Linked DNA regions of Mus musculus: all the other regions are linked to region 1. The links are chromatin contacts, called in public Hi-C, HiChIP or PLAC-seq and capture Hi-C maps. All regions are on one chromosome and are shown on one strand. The core of a region is the stretch at or near the end of the contact, and the rest is flanking DNA. Distances in the headings are between cores, read along the strand shown. Region 1 has its middle 42 kb from the start of Glrx. Region 2 overlaps Gm31516 (a long non-coding RNA gene). Region 3 has its middle 250 kb from the start of Pcsk1. Region 4 has its middle 280 kb from the start of Pcsk1. Region 5 has its middle 260 kb from the start of Mir682. Region 6 has its middle 210 kb from the start of Mir682. Region 7 has its middle 180 kb from the start of Mir682.

Region 1 (3,262 bases), core at 406-2,905:
AACAATAGACTGGCATTACACCTGGCTCCATTCTAAGTGGTAAACAGCGGCCTGGTCCCCGCCATCTTTTGATGTATAGATTCCTTTTGTTTTGTGTCACTGTAATTCAGCAGATATGTCCTGCCTGGCTTTTCTTGTTTTTTCTTCTGTATAAAAAAGTCTGTTTTTCGTTTGGACATTATACTCAGATTCAACATACTCTCTCGTGTCGTGTCTGTTTGTCACCCCACTCCTTCGCCCACCTGCAACCAGAGACCCGTTCCTCGCAGATAGGAGACCCAAAAAAGAGGTCCATCTGTGGCACTCAAGGCCGATCCAGCCTCATCTGGCTTGTTACCTATGCTGTGTACTTCCATGTGACAGGGGCAGAGGCAGAATCTATAACACGTTTTCCTGGCCTGCTCCAGCTGCCTAAGGTCGAGCCCAGCCAGCAGTGTTCCTTGTCTGTCCACTGGAGGCAGGTTTGTCACCATATCCCTGCAAGCCACTGTGAAAAGCCTTGTTTGCTTTTGCCCTAGAGTCCAGCCAGTCCCCTGACCTCTAACCCAGAACTATTTGTTCCAGGCGTTCCTCAGTCTGACATTCTAGTTGAAAACAAAGCCAAAAAAAAAAAAAACCCAAACCAAAAAAACCCAACAAACAAACAAACCTACCATCTTCCAATCATCCCTCTATATTTGGGGGTCAGATGAGCTGGTTACCTTTATGGTCTAGAGGGAATGAGTCAGTTAGCGTTTAAGCAAGAAGCAACATCTGCTGTAGTTCAGAGGCTGGCAGAGCACCAACGGCTGGGAAACTGTAGGAAGCAAGAGACCTGGCCAGAGTTCTTTAGTCCTATGCTGTGTGTCCATGAATGCCTAGGCCAGTTCCTCCTCCAACAGATATTTTGTCTCATGTTAGAAACCTTCTCTGTAGCATCTGGCCAAAACCTAAACCTATTGCTGGCCAGAGTTTTCTGAGACCCACTTCCAGCCTCAGAAATAGTTGAGGCTTGATGTCAGACTTGTCATAGCTGGCTGGGTTTTGCTTCATTTCCTCTTCCTAACAGTTGCTCAGCCAGTCTTTATTTGCATGTGGGCAAAGACTTTGGTAAAGAAAGGAGGAGCCTTGTTAGCTGCCGTCTCACTCATGGCTAAGTCATGAGTAATTCTACTAGCAGAGCTAGTATTTGATACCCCTTACTCCTTTCTGCTTATACAGAAAGGTGAGGGATTATATAGGATTATTTATGAGTTTCTGTTAATTGTAAAATTTAGTACAAATCCAGCAATGAGGGTAGTGATGGTCACTTTTTCTATTTGTTCAGAGATCATGTACAATCTTGTACCCTTTACATAACACATATACACCTTGAATACACATGTGCATATGTGCTTGCCACACCACATTCTATAACAAGGAAAGGACCTCGAGGAATGGTTTGGATAGAGGGTATGTATTTCTGCTAGTGTTCCTGGCAGGCCTTGCAGTCAGGCCTGGCTGCTAGCAGTCTCAAAGCTCACAGAATTCAGAGACCATCCACTCCAGGCTGCTGCTTATCCCACACTATCCAGCAGATGGCGCTGCACGCCGCACTGTCGCACCTGTCTGCCTTGGCTGTCAGGAAGTCAGAGTTACTACTGTGCAGTCAGGAAGTGGGTCTGCTCTCACTGAGCAGCGGTGGCTTACGCAAACCATGACTCATGGGTTTGACGAGGGCCTTTGTCAGAAGCAATGAGATCTGACCGTCACCACCCAATGGAAAGCAAAGTGCCTAGCTGGCCGGAGATCATGGTTGCTCACCGTTGATGCCTGGCTTTTTCAGGCAGCATGAGTTCATGCGGAATTTCAGAACCTGGCTGTGACTGATTCACTTTCTGTAAACGAGGGTCACCATTTCCACTTCCTCCGCTTGGGCTATTATTTGAACTTCGAGGTCAGCAACTGTTCTGGTGCTTACCGGAGGCTTTTGAGTATTTCATAAGTACTATTTCTTTCCTCTTCTTAAAAGTTTACTTTGCGATAAGGTCTCAGTATGTAAGCCTACCTTCTTGGAACTGGCTATGTAGATCAGTCTGACATCCAGTCCACCCGCCTCTGTTTCCTGAGTGCTGGGATTAAAGGCACATCTCACCACCCACTCATCGCAGCAACATTTAGCACAGATCTGAAGTATGAAATTGTTATCTCTCAGCCCTTCAAAAGTGGGTTAGTCTCAAATATCATACTGCTCTGCTTTTGCCTGGAGGGCAGGAGAGTAACCTCCATAGAATGCCTGAAACTTGGATGGTATTAAACTCTATACACACCGTTTTACTATATATATACATATATATCTTATCATATATGTGGCTGTATCTTTTGTAGTTTGTGAAGCCATAGAAAGTTAGTTCAGACTTCTTCTTTTCCTTTTTTTTTTTTTATTTTATTGTTAGAAGATCTTAGCAGCTCCAACATAATTCTTTTATTAGTGGAGACTTTTATCCTGTCTTATACATTTTTTGCTTGTTTGTTTGTTTTGTTTTTCGAGACAGGGTAGACCAGGCTGGCCTTGAACTCGGAAATCCACCTGCCTCTGCTTCCCGAGCGCTGGGATGAAAGGCGTGTGCCACCATGCCCGACTCTGTCTAATACATTTTATAGCTCATCTTTGGTGTACCTGACTTGTACCTGTTGTCTTATACATTGTGGTCTGTAATTGAGTTAGGGTGAATTGAACACAGTCAAGGACTTCATCCTCTGACTAGTGGGTAGTGGCATATACAGTGGATGCAATGGCCTGGATGACTCATACAATAGACTGGACCCTATGGGAAGGATGAGATGGCATCATACTCAGCGCTAAGGGCATGTATACCATCTTACATCATACTCAGCGCTATGGGCATGTATACCATCTCACAACTTAAGAACGGTTTATTTCTAGAATTTTCTATCTCATACTTTGGGAATGTTGTTAAGGCTAACGAAAATAAGACAGTGAATAAAAGGCAGTGGCGATCTAGTGTTTACATGTACATGTATTTGTATAGAAATTCATGTGAAACTTTTGAAAATTCTTGTGGCAGGAAGCCCCAGAGGGGATGGCTTATGGGGACAGTGATGACTGCGCCAGGTGTGTTGATGACTGGAGTCAACCTGTTCTAAAGAGTCTGCCAGAACTGGATTAATGTGCAAAAGACACAAGTTGTAGTTAGACACAGAGAAGCAACAAAGCCAGAAGGGCTCCTAGTGTTGAGGCAATGATCCAGAAGGGGGCTAGGTAGCAGGAGCCAGCCTGTCA
Region 2 (3,262 bases), core at 329-2,828, 510 kb before region 1:
CCTAGACTCAATGTTTAATATCCTAGACCCAATGTTTTGAACCTAATGTATCATTTGAGCTTACTGGATAATAAACTATTAAGCAACTTTTATACTGAATGATTCTTTTACATGTACTTGGGGAGTTTTCAGTTATCTTGATGATCATTAACTCTGGGAAAACTCTAGAGATCCATTGTGACACTTAACATATTGAAAGCATCAACTTCCACTCCAGTGATGAGAAGAGTTAACACACTTCCCTAAATACCCATGTTATTGCCAAGAAATCCATTATGCCTGAGCAAATCTGGCTGGCTATTTGCAGCCATCTGGTATTTAAAGTAAAACCCATTGTAAAGAACTGGCTACAATTTTTGGAAAACACAGAAACCAATCTTGATTTCAACATAACCATGAGTCTCATATCCATTTAACAAAGCTGTACTAGTCTTTGCTTCTTGATGACTGATTTTAATCATATTTCAAACGGTCTAACAGAATGTCATGAAGAAAGACTGAGAGAACATTACTTTACTGTGTCTTTTGAGCTCAGCAGGATGCTAGCATGGGCTCCATCTGCTTCCTAAAAGCATGGGGCCACTGGGAACAAGCCAACCTGAAGAGGGCAGAATGTTGACTGTGTTTGCAGCTCTGATACAGTTCCATGGCAGAAAGGAAGAGGGGATCCCTTAGCAAGGAGCACAGTAGTCCTAGGGAGGGTCTCTAACTTCAAGACGACTAATGTGTAAGTTCCAGGGCCCCATTCATTGAGGGCTCAGACCTCAATTCTTAGTGAACTAAAGAATTTCTCCAGCTTCACCTTTCGCCAGGGTAGAAAGAGGTATAACTACTTATGTGTTTTGAGCACTAAGTAAAATAATAAATGTAAACTGAATGAAAGTTTTCATTTTTATTATTCATTTAAATTAGCAGGTAGTCTACACAACTACCGGCAACATAACTCTATGTCCTTAAGGCAATCTGGCAGGTATGGAGGGCAGATCAAAGGGCAACAACCCAGGAGACTTGTCTTCTACCCGCTCCTCCCAACAACCACCCAGTGTCTGCTGCCTAAGAACAGAGAGTTCAGGAGGAAAGGCAACCCTAATGTCCTCACTGGTGAGACACCCCCTACACCCACACCCCACCCCCACCCCTCACCCCTCACCCCTCACCCCTCACCCCTCACCCCTCACCCCACACCCCTCACCCCACACCCCACACCCCTCACCCCACACCCCTCACCCCACACCCCACACCCCTCACCCCACACCCCACACCCCACACCCCTCACCCCACACCCCTCACCCCATACCCCTCACCCCTCACCCCTCACCCCATACCCCTCACCCCCGTCCCCAGAATTTTATACAATCTTGAAAGCACTTAACAGATACCAACTTGACCTTCTTACTTCTATGTTTTTTCTCCTAGATTCCTAGGTTGGAAATAAAACTTCTACTAATTCTCCTTCCCCTAAATTTATAGGAATCGCCACTAGATTTCTGTTCCTGACATGGCAACCAGAAGCTCTGAAGCTTCCTTTCAGACTGTAAAACATCACAAACGATTTCAGATATTCACCACTTGATGGCGATATTTCCTATTCACAACCTACCAGCAGCTGTCAAGCTTTATAAATCGACTCTTCACGTAAGATGCTCTCTGAAAATGCCAGGTTTTCTTCAAAGGAAGATCATGAAACTTGAGACGTTATTTTGAAGCATCTGTGTAGAAATAGTAACAGATTCCTTTTATTTGTAGATCTCTTTTATTGATGAGCACACTTTCCTCAACCTTTAATAATGAGCCTGGAGTCATGTCAGAACTAGTCCCATGTCTCTACTGTTAGGGCAATCTGTTTCCTGACAGCATCAACAGGAAGACAACAGTGAGCTAGAGGTCTTCCAACTGCTTCATAAGTCTTCTTGACCTGACCCAAGGCTTTGCCATTAGTGCATTGATGATTATCAGAAAGCCCTCCCCAGAGAATCTGCCCATGGACTGGTCTTATGTCAAAGGGATCACCTGAGTGTATGGCAACATTAGCGAGCTACTGGCACATGTGCTAAAGTCTCTGTCTTTCTGATTTCACCTCTCACCAATCTACTCCTCAATCTTTGGTCTCCCCTTTCTTGGCTGCCTTTCAATTCTTTCCAAGCTCCTGAGCACCTGCTGTTTTCTCTAATTGGAATGCCTTTGCCCCACTGGCTACATACATTGTAAAGATTGAAAGAAAGTCAAAATACAGATATTCTTGCTCAGAGGAAAGATCCAAGAGCCGAAGGACCAGAGTGTCTGCTGCAGATAGTGGTTTCTAGATGTGACAGGGAGGCTTCACACATTTCAATTTCAATGATGTGGTTGCCTAAACAAGACCTGTCTAATGATAACATCAGTCAAACACAGTCATCATGCCAACATGGGCGGAAGATTTTCACAAGACCCAACCTATATATGAATAGCTACAAGTGAGAATCAGTTTCACAAGACCCCATAGGTTATCAAATCCCAAATGGTAAGTGGACTCAACAGTGTGTGTGTGTGTGTGTGTGTGTGTGTGTGTGTGTGTGTGTGTGTGTGTGTGTGTGTGTGTCAAAAATAATTAAAGAATTTGTGAATTTGTGAGAATTTTGTGAATTTGTGAGTTAGTTGGGAGGTACTGAAATGGGTGGAAATGTCGTATACAAAACACTGATGTATGAAATTCTCAAAAGCTATTTAAAAAAGAATTCCAAAATGAGGATATCAGAGTTTCATCTAAAGCAGATGACACTCCCAAACACAGGGCCATGTGAACACCCAGATCTCGTCCACAAGACAGCTGGTCCCTGCTTTTGTTTTTGCTCTCCAGCTAGCCAGCTCATCATGACCAAACTCATCACTTCTAGTTGTCCCCTTCTAGCTACCATTTTCAAAAGTCTAGCTCCCCATTCAGCCTTTTAGCAAGCTTCCCATGGAAGCTCTGTAAGAGGAGCAGCCTACATCTTCCTTGGGCTTTGGAGTTTCAAACTATCTGGAATGTACAGACAAGCAGTCAGCCTGTTGCATGATGGGTTATCTCAGACAAGCAGCCAGCATGGTGCACGGAGGGTTAGCTTGTCAACATGCTTTCAGCCTAAAGATACTGAAGTAGGACTGGATTCATCAGAAAGCAAGCAGAAACCTATAAGGGTAGTGGATGCTTGAGTAAAATCAGTACAAAGCTATTCTCTTCTGAGGAGCTGCCTCTTTGTCCCCCCAGACAAGGCTTGCTTTGTAGAATTGCTTAATAGCTTTT
Region 3 (3,262 bases), core at 269-2,768, 450 kb after region 1:
TATTTACTTAGCCATTTATGTTTTATTTTTCTGATTTAAATTTAGTGTAGTGTAAACTCAGAGAGGTACTAGCAAAATGTCTGAGAGTCAATGTCCTTCAACCACATGGCTAAACCTCAGAAATAGAAGGCCCCTCATCAAAGTTAAATTGAATGACTCAATGACTAGACAACTCAGGGGAGAGGTGAAACTGGTCACTTTAGAAATTAAACATTATAGATGGAGGAACCTTGTTTTGTTATTAGAGGGGAAATATGCCATCAGAGGAACTTTGACTCAATATACAAACTTTTCTAATAAAGTATCAGTTAGCTTATCACGTTTTCACTAATTCTTATTTTCAAATATTACCTATCAGCTTTCAGCTGTCTGAGAGATCTATTGATACAGTGCTCATAGTTGAGAGACAAACACATAGAGCTCATCTCACCTCCCTTGTATGTGTCCCTTTACAGAACTGGGTACGCCAGAGGTCACTTTCAAGTGGCTATACAACTAGGTTTTGATGAATTTATATGGGAAGTCTGCTGGATCTCCTCGCTCTTAAGAAGGAAAAGTAGAGCTTGGTAGAATTACCAATCTATCTATCTATCTATCTATCTATCTATCTATCTATCTATCTATCTATTTTCTTCACTGATTTTTACATATTTGAATGGAAATATGAAGATTAGTTGATATCTTGAAACAATGAGGTAGCAAGACACAGGACTGAGAAGGGAAAACAGTAGGAAAAACGAGATTGGTTTATTCATGACTACAACATCCATGATATCAAATCTAGAACATCCTGCCTCTGGAGTTCCTCTTAATAATGAAGAAGTAGCTATTTTAAGTAATATAATGTTCAGCAAATTTTATATGTCATGCTTACAAAGTTAATTATAGCCCATGACTTCAAATTTACCCAGCATGTTCATTTAAGAACAAGTAGATAAAATTACATCAAAAGGAAATTCATTGCCATCTTCTGGCATCTTTAGACATTTGCACACATGAACATACTTTCACACATGCACATGTACATGTACATACACATTTACACAGAAATAAAAATAAACCAAGTCTCATATTTAGAAAAAATTAAGAATCAAATAATAATACCTCAAAATACATGAACTAAATCTTCAAAAACTATTTAGAAATTTAAGTTTTATTCTGGATTTACCAACTCCGTTTGCATAATGAAAGCTTCACTCGATTCCTTGTCTTTGCTTTGAAACAATCGTTTTATTGTACCATAAAATCTAGGGTTGAAAAGATATACAATTAGGCTTTAAAAAAAGATCTATCAAATCATTTATTTGTGAATTGAAGAAGTCCGTTCAGGACCTTTGGAAAATTCCACCAGACGCCTCCTCTCCTGGAAGAGAAAGTTCATGTAGCACTTAGGTACCCCTCCCCTCCAGAAGGGAAAGGGTAATTACCTTCCTCAGATAACAGGGGGTGGAGGGCACTGATCTTTGGCCACTTGTGTGTATGGGGGGGGGGGGGGTAAGGGCAGAGCGTGTACACACATTGTGGACTGACTGTTGGCCACCTACAGACAAGTGAAGTCCTTGCCACCTCATTCCCTAAACCAATCAGTTTAAAAGTCACACTGTTCTGCCAATCACGTTGTGCCTAATGGTTGCTGCTCTGAAAACTATAAAAACTTGCTGAATGGGCTGAGTGGGGTTGTTCTCTCTCTCTCCTTCCTGTGCAGGATGACCACAGCATGCTGGAACAATAAAATTTGTCTTGCTTTTGCATCCATCCCTGGCTGAGTTGTTTACTCAGGGGGTCTCTGGTAAGTTAAGGCTCCTCAGAGTTTTACAGAATGAGCTTCCAAAAATTCTATAAGGAACACAGCTGATGATTCCCATATACCATAGAGACAAGCGAATATGAACACAAGTCAAATAACATTTTCAGAATCACTTCTCGTTCGTTATTTAAGGGATGCTGCAAAAAGGCATTTTCCACATTTATCCTTCAATCTGTTTTACATCAGGACATCACGTGGCTATTGTGTGGCTGTCCCCAAGCTTGCTTGGTTTAGTGTTGCAATGCCATGGAGTAATGATTAATATTGACTGTGAGCTTGACAGAACCTAGAATCACTGAAGAGATAAGACTCGGCATATCTGTGAGGGGTTCTTTAGATCATATTAATTTAAGTGAGAAGACCTACCCCGAGTGTGAGTAGTATCCACAAGCTGAGGGCCTAGATGAAATAAAACAGAACTCTAGTGGGGCGTGAACAGTCTTCATTCTGTGTTCTGACTGCAGATGCAATGGTATCACCAGAACTATCAATGAACTGCACAGTGGAACTGTGAGCCAAATCAAGCCCTCAGGTTGTTTAGTCAAGGTGTTTTATCACAACCTGAGACACATAACTGCTGCTAATGGCTTAGCTTGGGAAGGAGATAGGATTTTCATGACAATGGCAGCAGTATAAACAAAGCAAAGCTTGAGGGAAGCAGGAGAGGTAAATGTCAGACAGTGTTCCCTTCCCTTCCTACATTGGTAAACACTGCAGTTCTGGTGGTGGACTGCTTTATAAAATGAGTAGGTTCTGTTGTTGCACAGGGTCTGAAATTTATTGAGTGAATAGTTTATTGCATTAAATTGTTCATAGTAAACATTTTATATGTGGTTATAGTGTTTTGAAAGGAGGGAAAAATAGGTCAGTACTCAGAGCCCCAGTTTTCACTCAGGAAAATTGAATTGGGAGACTTTTCTTATTCATAAAATGTGGAAGCTGAAAGGGAAAACAGGGTTTCAAATATCTGTGGTAATATTTAATAATTTTTTTCTTGTGAAGTTCCTTTGATTGGATTTCAATAGTCTTTTTAAAATCTCTGTTAAACCTTTGTTTTCAAATGTCCTATTAAATGATACTCCTTTTTAATCTCTTATGTGTTTATAAAAAGATTTTAAAAAAAGGGTACGTTCTATGGAGGTGTGATGAGGTATGGGGGAAGGGGGAACCTCAGTGGGCCCATGCTGAGGTATCCCTTCCCCCGAAGGGACCAGCCACATGACAGTGTACTATAGAATAGAGTTTATTAAGGGCATGGGCAGGGGAGTTAAGAGGTAGTAAAGGCAGAGAGAGAGAGAGAGAGAGAGAGAGAGAGAGAGAGAGAGAGGGAGGGAGAGGGAGAGGGAGAGGGAGAGGGAGAGGGAGAGGGAGAGGGAGAGGGAGAGGGAGAGGGAGAGGGAGAGGGAGAGGGAGAGGGAGAGGGAGAGGGAGAGGGAGAGGGAGAGGGAGAGGGAG
Region 4 (3,262 bases), core at 254-2,753, 430 kb after region 1:
AAACCATCCATTGGTTTAGTTGCCCACAGCTACACAAACGGGGTTCCTGAAAGGGAGGCTGGGGCTGTATGGGAAAGAGACAGCGAGAGAAATAGGAAACCAAGACAAAGATACTGATCAAGGCCCCTTGTTTCCAGCCACTCTATGTGGCTGCCAAGTGTGAGTTATCCTTGAGTGTATCCAAGGAGGTGATTAAACAGCTGCCTTCTAAAAAAAAAAAAAAAAAGAGAGAGTCTGAGCCCATCCCCCACCATGCCAGGCTCTCAATGCTTTGTCACCTTGTCACCAGGCTCTCTTCACTCTGTTACCAGGCTGTTGCTTATTCAGGATTGCCTCAGGAAGACAGGTTCAGCCTCTCAGCGGGTAGCAGGTAGCGTTGTCTTGCAGAAAACCGCAGTTATGACAGAACAATAGACCTATCTAGGTCTGAGGACGCTACCCTAGGTGGGCTAGCTGACAGTGGCAGAACAGGTCTGCGCCAGCCTGCTCAAGGCTAGGGGAGGCTATAATTCCTCTCTAGTTATTTAATAAAAAATTAGCTGGACTGGGGTATAGGCTCCATGGTCCTGCCTGGGAATTATGGTGGCTTGTGCCTGTGCCTCTCTTAGGACTGAATCTATTGGACTTATTCTTATCTGTCCTGGAGAATACATGCAGCTTATATGTATTTATTTGCACAAACACGGCTCTTTGGTGTTATTATGAACAAACTTCTTGCTTTTGCTTCTTGGCACATGCCTCTGTCTTAGATTGAAATAAGCCATAGATACAGTGGCCCATCCTTGGCTGCTGGCCCTCATTGCACACCCTTTTCCCAATCAGAGGAAAGCCACAATATACACTCAATGCATCTCTTCATATAGCTGAATTTCTGCCATCTGCACTTGCTGAAGGTGATCCTGCATGGAGGTAACCGACCTGCTTGAAATGCAAACCCAAAGTTGAAAGCAACATGATTAAGTTTGTCTGTCCATAAGTCCAGGTACTCTATTCAGTTGCAAATTAGCAATGATAAAGCCCAAACTCTGGCCTCCTTGTGTGGGGCAGGTGACTTTGAGAATCAACAGAAAAGCTGTTACTTCTCATGTAAATAGGTTATGCTCCAAGTTAACTCTGCTGGCTAAAAGGTTTTTAGCTATCTTCATAATAGGACTCTCTAATATTGGATTTATTACTAGAGCAGTCCATGATTGAGTCAGAATAACTGGTCACATTAAAGGAAAGAGAAGAGTCATTATAATTCCTGTTGGAGTCCGCCAAAAGACCCTCACTAACAAAGACCACAGAGATCGACATTGCTGCAAACTGCAAGAGGTTTTTTTATTGATCCAATGTGTTGGGGACCCCCCTCAGTATGCAGGCAAGAAGAGAGACCCCAAACAAAGAAAGAACACACTTTTTATTCATTGTAAGGGGCAGATTTAGGCAACAGGGCTAGCTGGCTTTCTCTAATGGTGCAGCAAGTAACCCTTTCAGGCATTGGTTGGTTCTCATAGGGTGACTACCTTTGGCCTAGTGACTCACTCTGCCTGCCCTTGTGGTTTTTCTTGGAATTTAGTGTGAGGCAGGGCAGAAGAATTTTTCTGAGAACTGTTATTTTTGTTATGGTTATTTTTCCAAGAACAGCTAATCTTGTTTTGGCAGCTGTAGACTTGGTAAAACTATATAGTTTGGAAAGTCCCTTCAGAGGGGGAAGGGGCTAGGTGGTCTTGAATTTATTTTGGATTCTACACTCCTCCTTTTGATTAATTTTTCGAAGTCGGTTTCCACAGTCACTTATGTTCTCTGTCCCACAGGTTAAAAAGCTTGAAGCAAGGCAGCTTAGCTTGTCTAATCTGGGACAAAGCCAAGCAAAGGTGGGTCAAGAACCCAAACCCAATACAGCTTTCTTATCACCATTGTCAGGGCACTAAGCAAGCTCACAGATCAGTCTGTCACACGAATCATTCTGGCAACTGCCATGCTCCTACAGCATTCTATGGAAAAAAACACAAATGTGCCCTCTTCCCCATATTAAATATATGATCAGGATCATGCCATATACCAATAAGTGGATCCTCCATCTCACCTAGGCATGAGTATGCCTAGTGTTAAGATACTGTAAGGCACTTAACAAGGAGTTCTTTGGCATCCAATATTTTAAAATTTAAAAAAATAAAAAGTGTGATTTAAATAATGTACATGGGGATATAATTTCCCCCTTTATTGTTTTTAAAGAAGATATAATTTTAAAGTTCCACAATACCCTGTCCTTGAGAAATATAAAAAAATCTCAGTAACATGGGTAACATTAAATTGTTCACAAAACATCTCAAATATTTGACTTTAATAGCCAGTTCCAATATCTGTTTTAATCTAATTTGGAACACCAAGAATACAAAAAATATTAAGATAGGCCATGACTAATTACACTTTTAGTTGCTTCTCTTGTTAGAGCAGTTGCAACTAGAAAGCCTGAAAAGGTATCAATAGTCACATGTGCATATTTTACTTTTTAAAAATCAGAAATATGAGTATTCATTTGCAATAATTGATTAAGTATAAGTCCTCAAGAATTAACACAATTATATTGAACAGGTAGAAACTGAGGACAATGAGAACAATTCTTTACAATTTGACATGCACATTCTCTAAAAAATACCAAATTATTATCTCAAGCCACTACTATTTTGATGATGTAAAGAATGAGATAATATGGACAATTATTCTTGTGTAAGGCCTATAATCTGTCTGGGATGTAAATTTGGGGTGGCATTGTTTTAAGAGGTCTTGTCCAGGCAATTTAGAATGAGTTCTTAAATGTCCAAAGACAGTCCTTTAAAGGAACAGTATTTTTTTTTCTTAACTTGAGTTGTATATGAGTAAACAATTGCAAATTTAAGAATTTGTAGTATCTAAGAAATAACCAATTTCAAGCAATTGTAAGCCCTGAGCTATAGCTATGTATAGAGAGACAATCAAGCTTTAATTTGTATATACATATATATCGACTATTAGTATACAAATTAAAGCTTGATTTTTTCAACATTTCAAAACACAGGCTACAGCACACAATTCAATTATCTGTGCTGAAGCAGCAGGTAACTCAAAAGAATAAACATGTGATCCAATCACATATACTTTTCTCCCATAGAAGGGCTGTTTTTAAATACAGTAGATGTATTCTTTATGGGATGCATGCATGCATGCATAAATTTACAGAAAATACAAAAGCATGCATAGAAGCAATCTTATCTTTTGGATAATGTTTATCAATTTTACC
Region 5 (3,262 bases), core at 504-3,003, 410 kb after region 1:
CTTGCCTTTTTCATACACAAATGAATCATTATAAAACCCAATAATTATCCCTGAGGGAAAAACCACATTGAGCGAAAAGCCTCAGACGTGGAGTGAGGGTGTTGGACAAGAAGATATCATCCCTGAAACTGTGGAGACATTTACTTCCAAGGGTCAGTGAATCACATTTTTAGGACCTGAAACTGGTTTTCAGAATGTTACACTATAGTTTACCTGAAGCCTTGTGTTCTGTCAAGCTTATTTTGCACATACCATACAATTCCTGGGGCTAAAATTGTTGTCTTCAGCATAGAGTTTTATTCTGATAACACAGAAGTTGTTGACTGTTCTACTTCTAATGAAAACTAACCTTTTACTCTCCTATGTTATATTACTATAATGTGATTAGCATGTTTCCTCATAAGCAAGAGTGGAGGGGAGAGAGAGATAGCACCTTTATATTTAAAGATCGATATATAGTTTTCCACTCATAATATTGAATATAGATCTTCTGTTCTTCAGAAAGAATTTGCTATTTGTGTCTGAAGTTAAAGAACTTCTATGCTTGGCTCTTGTGCTGTGACAAATATAAAGAAAAAAAATTTGCAGTCTAGAGAGGGGACTCGGGTGTTAACAGCATTGGCTGTTCTTCCAGAGGACGCAGGTTCGATCCCAAAGAACAAAATGTGGCTCATAACCATATCTATCTCCTGTTCCATGAAATCTAATAATTACTTCTGGTCTCTACAGCTTCTGCAAGCATGAGTTGTACGGATTCATCTAGGTGAAACACATAAAAATGGACAAATCCTAGGAAAGCTTTTTAAAAAGAATAAATTGCAGCATATGTACCTCTTTAATAAGAGTAGAATGTCTTCCCTTTTCTTCTGGCAAACTGATAAGAGAGACTCATCTAATTACACTGAAGCAAATATAAGTGAACATATCTTCAAATAATGTTTTTTCCCCAAGTTAGTTATAATATTAAGTGGATCAATGCTTTAGATAAAAGGAAACCTCCCATTAAATATTGTGTATATTTTGGAATGTTGGTTTCTATTTAAAAATCTATCTTGTACTTTATTTCCAAAATGAGACTTAAGGACTCACATGATATAATAAGGAAATAAAAAACTAAGTCAAGCATGGTGGCATGTACTTGTAGTCCTAGACCCTGGGGAACAGAGATATGTAAATAGTCTAGGCTATACAATGAGACTATGTCTCAGAAAAACAAAACAAATAAAACAAACAAAAAACAGTAAATGAAAACATTAGGATTCTTTAAAAATATTTAGAATTGTGGCTTTTGGTGAAAAGAAATAGAACTGTTTCTTTGGTAGTTATTTTTAGACAATGCCTATTTTAACCTTAACATCCTAGTGGAGCACAAACGAAGTAGTGTCATCATCTCCACCTACAGTAGACTGAACTTTCAGCACAGGTTACATAATCTTACTGGGAAAATGTGAGTGCTGTTATTTCTCCCTTTGTTTGAGCATTCAGTGAACTTTACTCTTCCCAGGCTTGGCTGTTTGGCAGACTTTTCCTTCCTTGTTCAATAACTTCTTTTTAAATGTAATAATCCCTTTAGAAAGGAGTTTAAACTTTAATTAATGTTACTATTACTACTAATTATGATAACAAATGAAGCCACTACAGTCCTTGACATGTTTATGAAACACAAAGTTTAAAATAAAACAATAAGCTTTGTGGGTTGTAGCTGAGTGCCAGTGTGGTAGTCATGGGTACTAGGCTGTTCTGCAATCATAGCACAAGGCTGTACATTCATAGACCTCCCATACCTGTGCTCCAAACGACAGCTTTTAGTCTTAACTGCCACCTCCTTTCCAGTTATTCTATTGGAGAGAATGTCATGGGGTGTCAAATACCCCTCCAGAATGATTAAGAAAGAAACCAGTACCCCTCTCCACGGGAGAGTCTACTTCCTATCTCATCAAACTGACCGTTGTTCAGGCTGGGGAATTCAAAGTCAGCACATGGTGGAGTCCAGGTCACCACCATTTGAGTTAACGGAAAAGGAACCTGGGAGACTGGAACACATTTCTATGTGCTGTACTTATCAAGAAAAAAAGTGACAGTTGGAAGTCTTTATACTTAGAGACCATCCCAAGTATTCAATAATACGATAGGATAAATGCACAGACAAGTATTCCTTCTCATGCCTGCTCTCTGAGAGTCATGCCATAGAAGCTGTAAGATACACAGGAAGTCATTCAGCACCAACTCTATTGATTGTTAGAAGCTAAACAGGTACTTTCCTCTTACACCTCTAATAGTATGTGTCAAGACTGCTCTACTCTGACATCAAAACCCCCTTTCATCACTTATGAACCCTGTGGATGAGGGAAACTGCTCAGCTCTTCTGTGGCTCAATTTCCACGACTCTTTAAAAGGGGTTGTTGGCATCCACAACATAGAAGTCGCAGTCTCAGGGAAGCCTCAAGTTCAACATATTAAAGGAAAGCTTTTTTTTGGACTAAAAATACCACAAACTTCAAGGAGCTTGAGGCAGATCCACATCTACTTGTGGCTTTGCAAAGTCATGTCATAATTAAAAGAGCATCAAAAGGCACAGCATTCCAGAGAGTAGCAGGCAGCTATCCAAATATTTTGAGTCAGGAAAAAATATTAGTGGATTTCACTGTAAAGACATTTTTATAATTATCTCTGATAGAATAAAAGAGCTTATTGGTCTAAAGACTAAAAATTTTAAATATCTTAAAATATGAGCTTTAGTTTGAATCTTTTTTAAACAAAAAATGTCATTTGACAAGATTTTTCTCTTTAATTACTCCTTTTATTTTTGAGATTCTAACATAATTATATCATTCCCTGTCTTAGTCAGGGTTTCTATTCCTGCACAAACAGCATGACCAAGAAGCAAGTTGGGGAGGTAAGGGTTTATTCAGCTTACACTTCCACATTGCTGTTCAATACCAAAGGAAGTCAGGACTGGAACTCAAGCAGGTCAGGAAGCAGGAGCTGATGCAGAGGCCATGGAGGGATGTTACTTACTGGCTTGCTTCCCCTAGCTTGCTCAGCCTGCTCTCTTACAGAACCCAAGACTACCAGCCCAGGGATGGCACCACCCATAAGGGGACCTCCCCACTTGATCACTAATTGAGAAAATGCTTTACAGCTGGATCTCATGGAGGCATTTTCTCAACTGAAGCTCCTTTCTCTGTGATAACTCCAGCCTGTGTCAAGTTGACACACAAAACCAGCCTTACATTCCCCTTACATTTCTCCTATATATCCT
Region 6 (3,262 bases), core at 292-2,791, 360 kb after region 1:
CTGTCTCTCTTTGTCTGGAGTCTGTCTTCTCTTTTTTCCCTAACTACTGTAGCCAAGATTCTGTGTAAATTCCTTCCCTGTTGCTTTTCTTTTTCTTTAATCTTCCTTTCATCTTCTTACTTTCTCTTTCTTTGCTTTTCTTCCTCCTCTGTCTCCCTGTTATGGTAGACTTTTCTCAACAACCTGCACTGCAAAGAACAGTAGACCTAGGGATGGGATGGGTATCCCCTCAACGACTTATCCTGTAGTCCCTCTAACCTCTGAAGATTTTTCCTGATAGTCTACTAGATTGGTCTATAAAAGCCACACTCACAGTAGCTTTCTGTTCCCTGCTGCTGGGATCATAGGGTGTATACTGGTGGATTGCCTCTATGATCCACTCTAGAAAGGCTGTCGGCAGCTCATCTAGTCCCTGCTTAACCTCACGTACCTTGGTCAAATTTGTGGATCGTCATGCACCTGCCAATGGAGTCTGGTAGTAGACCTTCATGTGTTCCTTACCTTCTGCCAAATTAAAGTCCCAGTCAGGTCTAGTCAATGGAAACACACTGTCAACAACAGCCTGCTCAATCGATGGTACCCCCGTGTCCAAAGGTGCATTCTTTCTGGCTTCTTGCATTATTCTCATTCACTCTTTAGTCATGAAGAACACTCTCATGAGTTGTTGGATATCATCCCAGGAGGGCTGATGAATAAATAAAGCAGTCTCAAAGAGATTAATCAGCCCTTATCTGGGGGCGGGGGAGGGGGGGTTGGGCCTTGCATTTGTACAAGTCGGCTAAAGAGAAGGGCCAATATTGAATTGCCTCGTTGCCCTTTTCTAGAGGTCCTTATGCCCTCAGCTGGAGAGCCATCATGGTATCAGGGTAGGTGGCTCTCAGACTCTGGGTCCCCATAGTGGGGCCCGGAAGTTGGGGGTCTCCTCCTGCTCCTCCCTCTGGTAAAGGGAGATATAATGGCTCTGGTTCTGTATGGGCTAAGGATCCTGGAGCCAGTGCTGGCACTGGCAGGACCATGGGGACAAGGATAGGGGGATATGGAGGAGGAGCAACAGGTCCACTGTTGAAGGGTCTTGGAGGATCAACTTGTCAGGTCTGGATTCCTCCTCCCGTGCTTCCTTTTTCCTGATGGCCAGAACCTGAGAGGTAGGTCTTGGGGAAAGAAAGGCTTTTATCCATGGGGGTGGGGGAGCCCTCCACTAGATTCTTCCAGGTAACTATATAGGGCACTTGGTCTGAGTGCCTGAGGGATCCTGGCCTAAAGACTCTTTCTTCTACTGCTATGATCACCTGCAAGTCCAAGGTCCCTATGGGTGGCCAGTCTACTCTGAAGGTGGGCCATTTGGTGAAGCAGAGAATAACTAAACTTTCCCTTCTTTACTACTACTTACAAGTTTTCTCCTCCAATGGTTAACTAGGATGTTTAATGTCCAATGTCCAAAAATGTCATCAGTCAAAGTCCAAGAACACAGAATGAGATAACCAACACTAATAAACACAGAGAAAGACAATCAAAACACAGTTCGCCCCTTCCACAGGCAGTTACAGACAGTTTGTCCCTTCTACTGACACTGAAACCAGGATATAGCAAGACTTAGCTCCTGCCAGTACTGTCTTGCTGTTTCCAAAAGGAGCAGCGTCCTCTTGACTCCTTCTGGGGGTCAGGGTGGGCCTGAAGCACCCTCCAGACTCCCTGTGGTCATGATATTAAGGCACGTCTGCCTGCCACATTTGACCACACCAGACACCGTAGTCTCTCCACCATCACCACCCTGCCACTTGCAAGCAAACTGAAAGTTCAAATAGACTTACAAACTCAGACTTTGACAAACAGCAAGACAGACGAGAATCGAGATATTTGATTGAGCCGTTCCTCCTATTCACCACTCTCAGGTGTGTCACCCACATGGGGTCAATTCCTGGCCAATGCACCAACTGTAGCTCCTGGGGACCCCACCTTCCCCCAAAATGAACCATGTGGAACCAAAGATCAATGCAAAAGCAAGGGGACTTTATTGTTCCAGAGTGCTGGGGTTGTCCTGCATCCAAAAGAGTGGAGCAGACCCCGGGCAGCTGGTTTGGCCAGTTTTTATCATTTTTCAGGGGTAGAAAAGAGAAACAGCTACTAAGCACAATGTGATAGGCAGAACAGTGTGACTTTTAAACTAATTAGTCCTTAGGGAATGAGGTAGCAAGGGCTTCCCTTATTTGCAGGTGGCCAATGGTCAGTTCCCCTTGTCTTTCTGAGGAATGTAATCAGCCCCTCCCTTCCAGAAGGGAGGGGTGCCTATGTGCCTCATGACTTCTCTCTTCCAGGAGGGGAGGGGTTCTTTGTGTTGGGGGGGGGGGCTGGTGGAATTTTTCAAAGGTCCTGAGGTGACCTCTTTAAAAGCCAAACAAGCAGGGAAGACCAAGGCATTAGGGTACTAGGAGCCATGAGTAAGAACCGGTTCCTGGGTCCCTTCCTGAGAGTGACATCATCAAAATGAGTGGTGTGTTTCTGAAGAGCATATAATTGTCCTTAAAATGATCCCCTTTCCCTATCATAAATTACAAAAATAATTATTTATTAAGTAACTTAAGAAATGCTTAATTGTGTAAAGCAACATAATAAAACATGTGCTCCCTTTACACCTTGAAGTGAATGCTTTGTTCTGCTATTTATTCAGCAATTTCACATCCTTTTTTAAACATTCTGGGTAGATACATACACATTGCATGTTTGTTTTAAGCTCAAGCACATACTATAAACTATTTTAGGAGGGTATGTTGTAAACTTACAAAATATGTACTTCAAACTTACACTTTAATATATATTTTAAAATTTCACTAAAATTTAGTACACTGTTACTTCCCCACTTCACATTTGTTTTCTATGCCTTTTGTAAAACAGACTTTATTTTATTTTTTCCCCATTTCTTATTAGGTATTTAGCTCATTTACTTTTCCAATGCTATACCAAAAGTCCCCCATACCCACCCACCCCCACTCCCCTACCCACCCACTCCCCCTTTTTGGCCCTGGCGTTCCCCTGTACTGGGGTATATAAAATTTGCGTGTCCAATGGGCCTCTCTTTCCAGTGATGGCCGACTAGGCCATCTTTTGATACATATGCAGCTAGAGTCAAGAGCTCCAGGGTACTGGTTAGTTCATAATCTTGTTCCACCTATAGGGTTGCAGATCCCTTTAGCTCCTTGGGTAATTTCTCTAGCTCCTCCATTGGGAGCCCTGTGATCCATCCATTAGCTGACTGTGAGCATCC
Region 7 (3,262 bases), core at 488-2,987, 330 kb after region 1:
TAACTACAAATGTTTACTATGATTTTATGTGTTATAAAACACGGCATATACATATACATACACACACACACACACACACACACACACACACACACATATATATATATATATATATATATATATTTATATCAAGGTGATTAAGAGACCCTTACTTGGATGATGTTAAAAAAGTCTGACATATTATTGTTTAATTTTCAGTTATTACTCTCCTTCTAGTTTTATGTATTTCATAAAAACATTATTAAGTTATGAGGCACAATTAGATAATCAGACATAGTGGAAAACATTTATTAGTACATATATATTTGATAGGTTGGTCTTTGAAGACTGTGGCAAGAAAATGATTAGTGACTTAAGTAATTCCCATTTGTGAGACTGATGAAAAGAAAAGGAAATAATAAAATAGTAATTGCATTTAGAATATTAATGTTTTATTTGCATGTAAATATGTGTGTTTTTGTGAATTGATGTATGTTCAGGTACCCTCAGAGGTCAAAGGGTACTGGATTGCCTGGAACTAGAGCCACATGATATAGGTGCTGGGAACTAGATGCAGATCTTCTGTAAGGGTGATAAATGCTTTTGTCTATTGAGCAATCTCTTGAGCTAATAAGTCCATAAATATCAAACATGACTCTTAGCATGTATTCACTTCATTTGGTAAAAGTTTTAAAGTTGGAGAGTTTTCAAGAATTTTGATATATTAAAATTTCAAGTGTAAAGAGGATGCTATATGAAAAACTTGATATACCAGATGACTCTCCCATAGACTTGGTCTATTTATCAAAAGACGTGATAACTGTCCAGGAAGGAGTGTGAGGCTTTGTTCTTTTGTCAGAGCTCTACCCTCTACCTTAAAATAAATGTTAAAAATTGAAAATAATTTTTCACACCATATATTCTGATGAAGGTTTACCCTCTTCCAACTCCTCCCAGATCCCCTCCACTCTCTCAACCCCACAACCCGTTTCTCTCTTTAGAAAATGGAGTTCTTTAAGTTATTGAATCCCTTGCTTCTCCTCTCCCAGAGCTTGAATTGCCTGTAGGAGTACAAATTAAGGCCTGTATCCAAGTTGCTTGAGTGATGTCTGTTCCTGTAGGAATTTGAAAATTCTTTTGTACATTTTACCATTAGCCCCTTCTTCCTTCACCAAGACCCTCATTTGTTTGTTCATTTATAACCACAGACTAGATGCTTTTTCTATACCATGCACTAAGTTAGATTCTGGAGATGAAGAGACAAAGACATGTCACCCACCCTTTAAATCTGACTGCCCAGAGGCCATGTTTCTGGGGTATAGAATATTAGTAAGACTGGTCTTTTGCTTGCTGTATCCTCTGTATATAGACTTACATCTCAAATCCTTATCTTTTGAGGGTTTGCTTTAAATAATTTTTCTCTCATTTCTGCTGGAGATCTCTGAAAGTTAGTCTGTTCATGTTGTTTCTACCAAAATTTTCTGCCTTTTTTGGTGTCTTTTTTACCATGGCACTTTCCTAGTAGTTCCCTATCCTTCAACATGGATAGTTAGTAGATACAGTCACTTAAAATATGTGCAAATGTGTGCTTTTCAAAAGGAAACTTGAAACTAGGATCATTCCTTTGCAGCTTCCATTTTCTGATAACTGTCAAATCTTGTTTGATTTGGAAAGGAACATTTTTATTTAGGGTACAAAGTCTGACTCCTCCCTCAATTAAAGTCTATTGAAATCTACAGAGAGAACTATGGACCTTTGCCTTTTACTTTTCTTCTTTCTCTATACCCTGGATTGTTGTAGGAGATACTCAGGCACCCATCTGAAACCCATTTACAATTACAAGTGTCTAGTGTTAGGGTGAAGAATCAACTTCTAGTTATTGAAGCATAGGGAAATGCTCGGAAAATGCCATGGTAAAAAAAAAAGGCAGAAAATTTTGGTAAATACAACATACTAAAATCTCACTTTGATAACATTTTTTAAAGGCAGTGAAAGTTGAATGCTTTGATTTTTTTTTTTATCACTTCATATCCTTCCTTTTCTTTTCAAATTTAGCATAAAGTGACAACCATTTTAATATATATATTTGCTAATTTTGTGAGCTGACTGGGTTCCATTGGGTTGTTCTGCTTCACATGACGTCATGGGGGCTTCAGTGACCTTGGAGTCCCAGTGGGCCAGGGCAGTCAAGATTGCACACTTGTATGGTAGACAGTAAATACTGGATGCCAACTGTCAGGTCAGCTAAGGCTGTCAGCCAGGAGACTACAATTTCTCCTAGCCATGATCTATGCCCTCCTTTATGATAACTTAGGTTTTCTCACACATTGTGACTGGATTTCAAAATGCAGAATACAGACACTGTCGGTTTTCTTAAAAGTGAAGCTGAGGGAAGTCATAGTGTCCCTTTTCCTTCACCTTTTTGTCCCATATTCTATTAGTCAAAGTAGTTCCAGGCCCAGATTATATTCAAGGGAGCCCAGGGAAGACCTTGTTTCTTAGTGGAAGAAGTGAAGAAGAATTGACATTTCTACCCAGTTTATATCGTAAAGTTATGTATAAGTGACCAGTGCAAAAGTTTATTGAAAGAAAGAGAAAGAGATAGCAGTCTTAACTCTAACAGACACTGAACTACATCGGTTTCTTCAGAGACAGTGCTGGGGTATGTGAGAACTGAATGGGTACTGGGCCACTCATCAAGGAAAAACAAGTAAATGTGGGCCAAGGAATACTAAGAAACCGAGAGGCAAAATGTCATCATGTATATGTTTGTGCAAACATGCTCTGAGTTGCACAGGAAGCAGTACCTGGTTGCTTTAGCCAACTCTCAGTGTTCAAGAATGTGTTAAGAGAGATGGAATGTGTATATATATGTGTATGTATATATATGTATGTATATATATATATGTAATGACAGGAAGAAAGAAAGAAAGAAAGAAAGAAAGAAAGAAAGAAAGAAAGAAAGAAAGAAAGAAAGAAAGAAAAGAAGGAAGGAAATTGGAGACATTGCAAAGGCAGGCATACAGGGCTTATTATGAAAGAACTGTATATCCCCTCCATACACCAAGGTGAAACAGAAAAGTCCAAGGGGCAGAATGCACCCAGGTGACCTCATTTGGCTTTCTTGTTCTGTTCTTAGTATTACCACCAAATCAAAGAGCAATGTGCTGGTTTATCCATTGATGATGCTGCAAAGAGAGTGGGAGAGATAGGGACAGCACTGCTGCTGCTGCCAGGCAGCATTAAAAAAAAAAAAAAAAAAAAAAAAAAAAAAAAAAAAAAA

Evidence for each region. A called contact is a pair of places that touch in the nucleus more often than the background predicts. HiChIP or PLAC-seq counts read pairs in DNA pulled down with a chosen protein or histone mark. Capture Hi-C pulls out chosen DNA fragments and counts their contacts.
Region 2: a Hi-C map of the Ba/F3 cell line shows a contact between it and region 1, with 4 times the contacts expected there. The contact joins two enhancer-like sites.
Region 3: a contact with region 1 is called in a capture Hi-C map of bone marrow-derived macrophages, with 13 times the contacts expected there. The contact joins two enhancer-like sites. A contact is called at or near these places in 4 of 15 datasets of contacts at CTCF or cohesin (the NIH/3T3 cell line, embryonic stem cells, large pre-B cells and 1 more), 8 of 484 Hi-C or Micro-C datasets (the Ba/F3 cell line, bone marrow-derived macrophages, cortical neurons and 2 more), 2 of 115 datasets of contacts at active chromatin or transcription factors (embryonic fibroblasts and large pre-B cells) and 2 of 9 other capture datasets (bone marrow-derived macrophages and embryonic stem cells).
Region 4: a contact with region 1 is called in an H3K4me3 HiChIP or PLAC-seq map of the 230-238 cell line, with 10 read pairs. The contact joins two enhancer-like sites. A contact is called at or near these places in 2 of 15 datasets of contacts at CTCF or cohesin (the NIH/3T3 cell line and large pre-B cells), 4 of 484 Hi-C or Micro-C datasets (the Ba/F3 cell line, the G1E-ER4 cell line, embryonic stem cells and 1 more) and 5 of 115 datasets of contacts at active chromatin or transcription factors (the 230-238 cell line, acute myeloid leukemia, embryonic fibroblasts and 2 more).
Region 5: a Hi-C map of liver shows a contact between it and region 1, with 2.0 times the contacts expected there. The contact joins two enhancer-like sites. A contact is called at or near these places in 3 of 484 Hi-C or Micro-C datasets (bone marrow-derived macrophages, cortical neurons and liver), 1 of 115 datasets of contacts at active chromatin or transcription factors (large pre-B cells) and 1 of 9 other capture datasets (embryonic stem cells).
Region 6: a contact with region 1 is called in a Hi-C map of liver, with 6 times the contacts expected there. The contact joins two enhancer-like sites. A contact is called at or near these places in 3 of 484 Hi-C or Micro-C datasets (cortical neurons and liver), 2 of 115 datasets of contacts at active chromatin or transcription factors (kidney and large pre-B cells) and 1 of 9 other capture datasets (embryonic stem cells).
Region 7: a Hi-C map of liver shows a contact between it and region 1, with 2.7 times the contacts expected there. The contact joins two enhancer-like sites. A contact is called at or near these places in 1 of 15 datasets of contacts at CTCF or cohesin (large pre-B cells), 7 of 484 Hi-C or Micro-C datasets (embryonic stem cells, epidermal suprabasal cells, liver and 1 more) and 2 of 115 datasets of contacts at active chromatin or transcription factors (embryonic stem cells and large pre-B cells).

The regions. Positions count from the first base shown.
Region 1 is chr13:75,796,339-75,799,600 of GRCm38.p6, reverse strand. No RefSeq gene overlaps it. Among named protein-coding and RNA genes, the nearest start is that of Glrx, 42 kb to the left of the region's middle. Within about 2 kb of position 1,655, at least 284 of the 459 cell types and tissues checked have an H3K27ac peak or open chromatin away from gene starts, as enhancers often do. A contact at or near this core is called in the 230-238 cell line, the Ba/F3 cell line, the G1E-ER4 cell line and 3 more, where this site is marked.
Region 2 is chr13:76,303,152-76,306,413 of GRCm38.p6, reverse strand. It overlaps Gm31516 (a long non-coding RNA gene), which reads right to left. Exons shown (of 3, transcript XR_382668.1): 2 at 1,601-1,709. Among named protein-coding and RNA genes, the nearest start is that of Gm31516, 4.0 kb to the right of the region's middle. Within about 2 kb of position 1,578, at least 4 of the 459 cell types and tissues checked have an H3K27ac peak or open chromatin away from gene starts, as enhancers often do. A contact at or near this core is called in the Ba/F3 cell line, where this site is marked.
Region 3 is chr13:75,342,402-75,345,663 of GRCm38.p6, reverse strand. No RefSeq gene overlaps it. Among named protein-coding and RNA genes, the nearest start is that of Pcsk1, 250 kb to the right of the region's middle. Within about 2 kb of position 1,518, at least 5 of the 459 cell types and tissues checked have an H3K27ac peak or open chromatin away from gene starts, as enhancers often do. A contact at or near this core is called in bone marrow-derived macrophages and liver, where this site is marked.
Region 4 is chr13:75,365,557-75,368,818 of GRCm38.p6, reverse strand. No RefSeq gene overlaps it. Among named protein-coding and RNA genes, the nearest start is that of Pcsk1, 280 kb to the right of the region's middle. Within about 2 kb of position 1,503, at least 33 of the 459 cell types and tissues checked have an H3K27ac peak or open chromatin away from gene starts, as enhancers often do. A contact at or near this core is called in the 230-238 cell line, the G1E-ER4 cell line and embryonic fibroblasts, where this site is marked.
Region 5 is chr13:75,383,317-75,386,578 of GRCm38.p6, reverse strand. No RefSeq gene overlaps it. Among named protein-coding and RNA genes, the nearest start is that of Mir682, 260 kb to the left of the region's middle. Within about 2 kb of position 1,753, at least 7 of the 459 cell types and tissues checked have an H3K27ac peak or open chromatin away from gene starts, as enhancers often do. A contact at or near this core is called in liver, where this site is marked.
Region 6 is chr13:75,437,555-75,440,816 of GRCm38.p6, reverse strand. No RefSeq gene overlaps it. Among named protein-coding and RNA genes, the nearest start is that of Mir682, 210 kb to the left of the region's middle. Within about 2 kb of position 1,541, at least 4 of the 459 cell types and tissues checked have an H3K27ac peak or open chromatin away from gene starts, as enhancers often do. A contact at or near this core is called in liver, where this site is marked.
Region 7 is chr13:75,467,411-75,470,672 of GRCm38.p6, reverse strand. No RefSeq gene overlaps it. Among named protein-coding and RNA genes, the nearest start is that of Mir682, 180 kb to the left of the region's middle. Within about 2 kb of position 1,737, at least 1 of the 459 cell types and tissues checked has an H3K27ac peak or open chromatin away from gene starts, as enhancers often do. A contact at or near this core is called in liver, where this site is marked.